Regions from separate parts of the Anas platyrhynchos genome. Here region 2 is linked to region 1. The links are chromatin contacts, called in public Hi-C maps. All regions are on one chromosome and are shown on one strand. Each heading gives the region's core, a stretch centred on a gene start, on an enhancer-like site or on the middle of the called end of the contact. The rest is flanking DNA. Distances are from core to core; before and after follow the strand shown.

Region 1 (3,127 bases), core at 69-2,568:
AATAGCTTCATGTTCATTACACCGTTCATTAGGATGCATTTATTCTGCCCTGTTCAGAGTCAGAACAAATTTTAAATACAAAAGGGAAAGAAAGCTTTATGAAGAATATACCAGAAAGCGGAGTCACTGAGAAATTGCAGAGATTGGTCACAAAGTAATCCTATAGCACATCCCGAGAAGTAACATGCAGATGACTGTTTTGTACTACTTTAATGCTTATAGAAAAGAATGACAGAAACATTCTAGACTGTGGCTAGGATTTTAATGTACTTGTATCCCATGCCATTTGGGTTTATTCAGCAGAACAACATGGATAATCTGAAGTCAGTTACTTTGAAGCAGGTTGCTGGCTGGACTATTGCCAGTGACCTTATAAATTACATAATGCAGAAAACCTTCTCATGGCTTTGTTAGACCAAATACGTTTCCCCCCTCCCCAAGAGATCCAGGCATTCAAACATAATCCCAGGAAATCCTCTTGTATTTACAAAAGATGCTGTCATCCCAACTTGCACTTTACAGCTCCCCCCCAGGTGTGGTTGGATACTTCCAAATGAAGTCACAGGAAGCACAGGCGTGTCTGTGGACTTGCAAAGTGCCCTTCTGGTATCAAATACCAAAAGGTAGAAACAATACGTGGCCTTTATGCTCGCCACTTCATATTAAGCAGACAGCTGAGGAAAAGTTCTGACAATATTACTAAACCCTATATTTATCTGCTCCGTTGGAACACCCTCAGCCTCGTACCCCATGAACAGCAAGCAACACAAGGCCGAGAGCTGCATTACACAGGCTAGCCAAGTTCTCCACCCTGAGCATAAACTTCCCATATTGTGCTTTATTCATGCTGCCTAGAAGGCAGTCGGACAGCCCCCGTTGGTTTTGTCCCCGTGGCCCTCTGTGCCCAGAGCAGGGCATGTTTGAGTCCGGTAGCTACAGGTATCCAGTGCCAAGGGGGCTGGAAAAGGCCAGAGGCTGCACCCCACGTACTGGCCTAGATCTGTGATAAGGCCAGGCATGCGGTTTGCATGAAGCGAACTGGCAAGCAGCTTGCGTGAAGATCCAGGAGGGAACTCCCTTCCTAGTGAAACTGCAGATATTTCCCACACAGCGTCCTGACTCCTGCCCACACACGGCGCTGGTCTCTCAAAGCCCTAGACCTGGAGGGATCCGCCTTTATCTCTTTGGGCCTCCCGAAGATCTCCTCCCCCACTTCTGGCACCGATCCCAAACTGCAGCTGTTCCAGAGAAATGCAACAGCTCCTCTGCCCCTGCTCCTCCTTTGACTCGGGCTGATAGCAGACGTCAACACGTGGACTCCTTCCCAGGAGGAACGCGCGTGCAGCCAGAGTAATTAAGCCATAGTGCTGCTTATAGGGCACCCAGCTCCGAAAGGAGACAGCTCAGCTTTTCAGACATGGGCTGTCTACATGACTGAAAGCATGCACTGTGCCAGTGGGTGCAAACTGTGGTAATTAGAGCCCCTGGTCTACACAGTCTAAGTCTGACTCAGTCTGATAATTCCCATATTTCTATGAAAGCAACTAGTCTTTTTCCTTTAATCTCTCCTGCTTTTTCCATCTTTAAAAACCAAGGCTTTCCCTTAGGCACGTGAAACCCCAAGGACATCTGCGATGCATTTGGAGATGCCTGTAATTTTATGTATAATCTTTTAAAGGGTTGTTTGATTACTGGAAGGCAATTTACTCTATAAAAACAGAGTTAAACTGAAAAGCAGCTTGCCTGCACCAGGCAGGAAAGAGCACAGTTAATTTTCATACAGCTCAGGCATTTGGCTACCAGTTCAGGAGGAGGGTTTTGCACTTAGGAACTTTGGGAACCTTCAGAGGGGCCTGAGCTCTGCTCTGTGAGGACAAACCAGGTAGGGGAATACTCTAGGACAAGGCAAGTAACATTTTCATACAAATGTAGAAGAGGCTTGTACAAGTCAGGCTAATCTACTAAGTAAAAAAATCAGGATAAACTTGTGTAGGACAGACCATTTAATTAGCTTTAAAGGAACAGTTCCTAAAGTAATCAGACTGCTAAGGCACACGGACTTCAGTCCCACCTTCCCTCCACTCCACAGGTCAGAGTCCCAGTGGCCTCCATTTTTTAGCAGGTAGGATTATAAATAAGCCAGGTCTGTACATGGATTATTTGTTTTCATCTTTCTTTAGTCCTCCTCTCCAAAATTCACTTCTTAGCAAATATACAGTGCTGTTTTATGTACAAGCCTCTGCTTCTAGACTGAAAGGTCCTATGCTAGTGCACCTACAAGGTCAAAAAACAAGGCATGACCCAAGGCTAATGCATCACCAGTCTGCTGTGACCTGAATGATTGAACAGAAGAGCTGAAGAGAAACTCAGACAGGGTCAGACCATAATTCCCAGTCTGTGAGGATCTTTTCTGTCTGTGCAGGCCCTTCTCATTCCCACTCTTGCTCCAGTTAAACAAGAGCCAGCTTCTGTTACCACAACACCTGCAAGCTGCCAGACCTGGCCATCTGAAGCTCCAGCCGCCCTTCCAAATACCTCCTCTCTGGGGCAAACATGCTCTCCCAGCCTCTTCCTTCTTTCTGTCTGGGAGATAAGCCATGCAGCACAGCCAGGAAATTAGCAAGAACTATCTGGCAAAGGGCAGCCTTGAATATCCTATCCTGCCCAACCCACCCATACCACCCCACAGTGACCAGACTGCTTTGAACAATGTTTAAACATGTGCTCCAAAAGGTAAGGTTAGACAGCACCTGGCCTAGAAGGGTTGAATCCCCAACAGCTGTGCAGCATCCTATTTGCTGCAGCATGACAGCACTACTTTCCAGAGCCTGGATGCCTGGCAGAAAATAAGGGTAAATAAAAATTCTCTCCAGACTAAGCAGGGGAAATAGAGAAATGGGCATAGAGAGCAGAGGGAGAGAAAAAGAGAGAAAACATCTTCCCACTCAGTCCTCAGGCTCTTCTGGACACTTACACATATCAACACCACTGAGTGCAGGAAGCAAGAGTGGTGAGAGGAGGCTGAAATGTTTTGCCCCAGGATGATAAACAGCTCTCAGAGGCTACCCCTGGGAATTAACAGAAAGGAGTCGGCCTAAGAAAAGCTAATAGGAGAAGCAATGACAGG
Region 2 (2,746 bases), core at 171-2,670, 160 kb before region 1:
GCTAAAACCAGCAAATCATGATCAGACAGCAAATTAAGAAAAGGTGTGCTTTTCTGCATTTGTATCTTTATTTCCCCATGGGTTATTAATGGATTTTAAAAACATTTGGAAGAACAGGGGCTTAGTATAATGTTGTAAGCAGTTGTTAAATATTTCTACTGTCAGATAACTTTGCATGGTTATTTTATCTGTTAGTGAGTTTTATGTTACTGGATGGTTTACAGTAAAGATGTCTTGATGAAGTTGTTAACGAGTAAAAGCTGCCACTTTAGGAGCTATTTACTTTGGGCACTCAACAGAATAAATGATAAAGACTCAAATCCACAATTGTGAGTCTTTGTTCAAAGTATGCTAATGTGAGTTGATAATCCTTACTGTTTTTCCCTCAGAAATAAAAGTTGCAAGGCTGTTTACTACTCAAACATGAATGCTATACGCAAGAAACAATGATATATGAATGCGTAAGGGAAACATGAAAAGCTATGCAACAAATTTTACTAAACAAAACCAACTAACAAATTCAAGTTCAAAGAAACAGTCCATTGTAAACAGTTCAAAACTAGACCTTACAAAACTAAGCTTACTAGATTTTTTCAAGAATAGCAAACATTTCAATAAGCTCCAGTTACTTTAACCATAACTATTCTATTATTCAGGCAAAACAAATTTTCACCATTTCACATGAGTCCTGAAGAAAGAAAAGGCTATTACTTCATTCAGTTACTGAGTTTCATGAAATGCAAAAAGCAAACATAGTACCTACAGTGAAAACTTGATTATGTGTTTAAATTCCTAACAACTAGGATATTCACAAGTGAATCAGTAGGGTGAAAAAAAATGGAGCCAGCATAACCCAAAGCACAGCTCCACTGAAAACACTAAAGAAGCTCCACTGGAGCTACATCCATTAGCTAAAGCCATGAGCTATGACTTTGGTATGAAATTATCCCCGTGTGTAAGTCACAGTGAAGATCTAGCACACTCAAAGTAATCAAACAATAAGTGGCTAAAGTCCCGTAAGACTTTAAGGACTGCATACTGCCAAAAAAGGATGTTTTGTTTCCACTACTCAATGCTGGGAAGATACGAGCAACCAAGAATGGACAACTGGAGTCTGTTAAGACAGTCACCAGTTACTGTAATGACATCTTCACAGCCAAAAACAGAACTGTGGGGTATTTTGGTATTGTTTGATTTTGCTTTTAAGTGTTTGCACTCGTCTGGATGAAGTTAAAAAATGTTCACTAGGATTGCAGTCTCCAGCAATTTCTGAGCCATCAGGCAGTTGCCTGCCAATAATACAAATGCTAAAAGCATTTGACAAGGGAACAAAAAAGCACAAGCAAGCAATGATACACAGATGGATTTTGGAACTAATGGCCAGAAAGTCTATCAGAAAACTACTTTCAGCTGGCCAATATCACTGAGGGAGCAACTTTTTCCTGGACTAGTTATTATCTCTTGCACCACCTCTGTTTCGTGTCTCAGCCAGTAGTAGTCCCAGATACAAGCATGCAATATGGCAGAACGATGTACGAACTCCAAATTCTGACATCTGTAAATATCACAAAAGGCCTCGCAACTGGGTGTCAGCACAGGAACAACTTACATGACACACAAGGTATGACAATGGTGTCCACATTTTCTCTGTGGTAGAACCCACAGGAATAACTGGGACCCTCAGCTCTGGAACGACCCCCAAAATCAGCAGATCGTAGGATAATTTAGATTGGGTGGGAACTCTGAAAGTCATCTCATCCTTCCTCCTGCTCAGAGCAGGACCATTTAGATCACATTGCTCATCTTCTAGAGCTCTAAATATCTTTAAAGAAGGAGATGCTACAACCTCTCTGCAGTCCATTTGATGCTTGGCCACCTTCTTATGGCTAAACAACAAACCTGAAAATCATTAAAACAAACTGGAATTTCCCTTGTTGTAACTTGTGTCCACTACCCCTTATCCTATCGTTGCACTCCTTCCAAAATCAGTTGGACTTTGTCTTCTCTATATTTTCTTGTTAGGTAGACAGCAGTAGACATTTCTGCTCAGCTTTTTCTTGTTCAAGCTAAACAAATCTTGTTTTGTCAGCCTTAGTACACCATATTTTTCATTCTCCTGACCTGCTGGCTCACTCCAGTATGTCAATGTCTTTCTTGTACCAGAAGTCCAAAATTCATCACAGTATTCCTTATGTAGTCTTACAAGTGCTGCATAGAAGGGAAGAGAAGCAGGTTCTCTAAATCCGCTGACTACATTTTTGCTAATATATCCCAAGATGCTGTTGGCCTTCACTGCAATGGCATACCGCAGATACACTTGTGCTCCATGACCCCAGATCCTTTTCTGCTGAGTTGTTCACTGGGCAGCCAGAACCTGCCCACAGGTGGAGTTGTTCCATTTCAGGCATAAAGACTTTGCATTTGCCCTTACCACATTCTCCTTCAATTCGACATAGTTTGTTTGAAGTGATAACAACATGCCACAAGCCCGACTGCAATGTGGCAAAAATACATCCAACACTAGGTTCTTCCAGTGCTTACAAAAGATCAGCTGCTAGATAAATTTTTAAACACAGGACAGAGACATACCACTATTGTCTACCAAGAGAAATTCCTTTGTTTTCTGTTGATTTGCTAACTTTTCTTGGTTGAAATAAAAATTAGGTCTCGAAAGTAATTAATTTTACTTTCCCATATCATTCTGCAATAGGCGTTGTGCTGCAGATTCTTGCAGTAGCCTCTTACC

The links. A called contact is a pair of places that touch in the nucleus more often than the background predicts.
Region 2: a Hi-C map of subcutaneous adipose tissue shows a contact between it and region 1, with 2.3 times the contacts expected there. The contact joins two enhancer-like sites. A contact is called at or near these places in 3 of 8 Hi-C or Micro-C datasets (liver, skeletal muscle and subcutaneous adipose tissue).

What each region holds. Positions count from the first base shown.
Region 1 is chr3:53,590,267-53,593,393 of IASCAAS_PekinDuck_T2T, reverse strand. All of the region lies in intron 1 of PLEKHG1 (pleckstrin homology and RhoGEF domain containing G1), which reads right to left. Among named protein-coding and RNA genes, the nearest start is that of PLEKHG1, 9.6 kb to the right of the region's middle. Within about 2 kb of position 1,318, at least 4 of the 8 cell types and tissues checked have an H3K27ac peak or open chromatin away from gene starts, as enhancers often do. A contact at or near this core is called in subcutaneous adipose tissue, where this site is marked.
Region 2 is chr3:53,754,670-53,757,415 of IASCAAS_PekinDuck_T2T, reverse strand. It overlaps PLEKHG1 (pleckstrin homology and RhoGEF domain containing G1), which reads right to left. Exons shown (of 20, transcript XM_072035907.1): 6 at 2,746. Among named protein-coding and RNA genes, the nearest start is that of MTHFD1L, 25 kb to the left of the region's middle. Within about 2 kb of position 1,420, at least 1 of the 8 cell types and tissues checked has an H3K27ac peak or open chromatin away from gene starts, as enhancers often do. A contact at or near this core is called in subcutaneous adipose tissue, where this site is marked.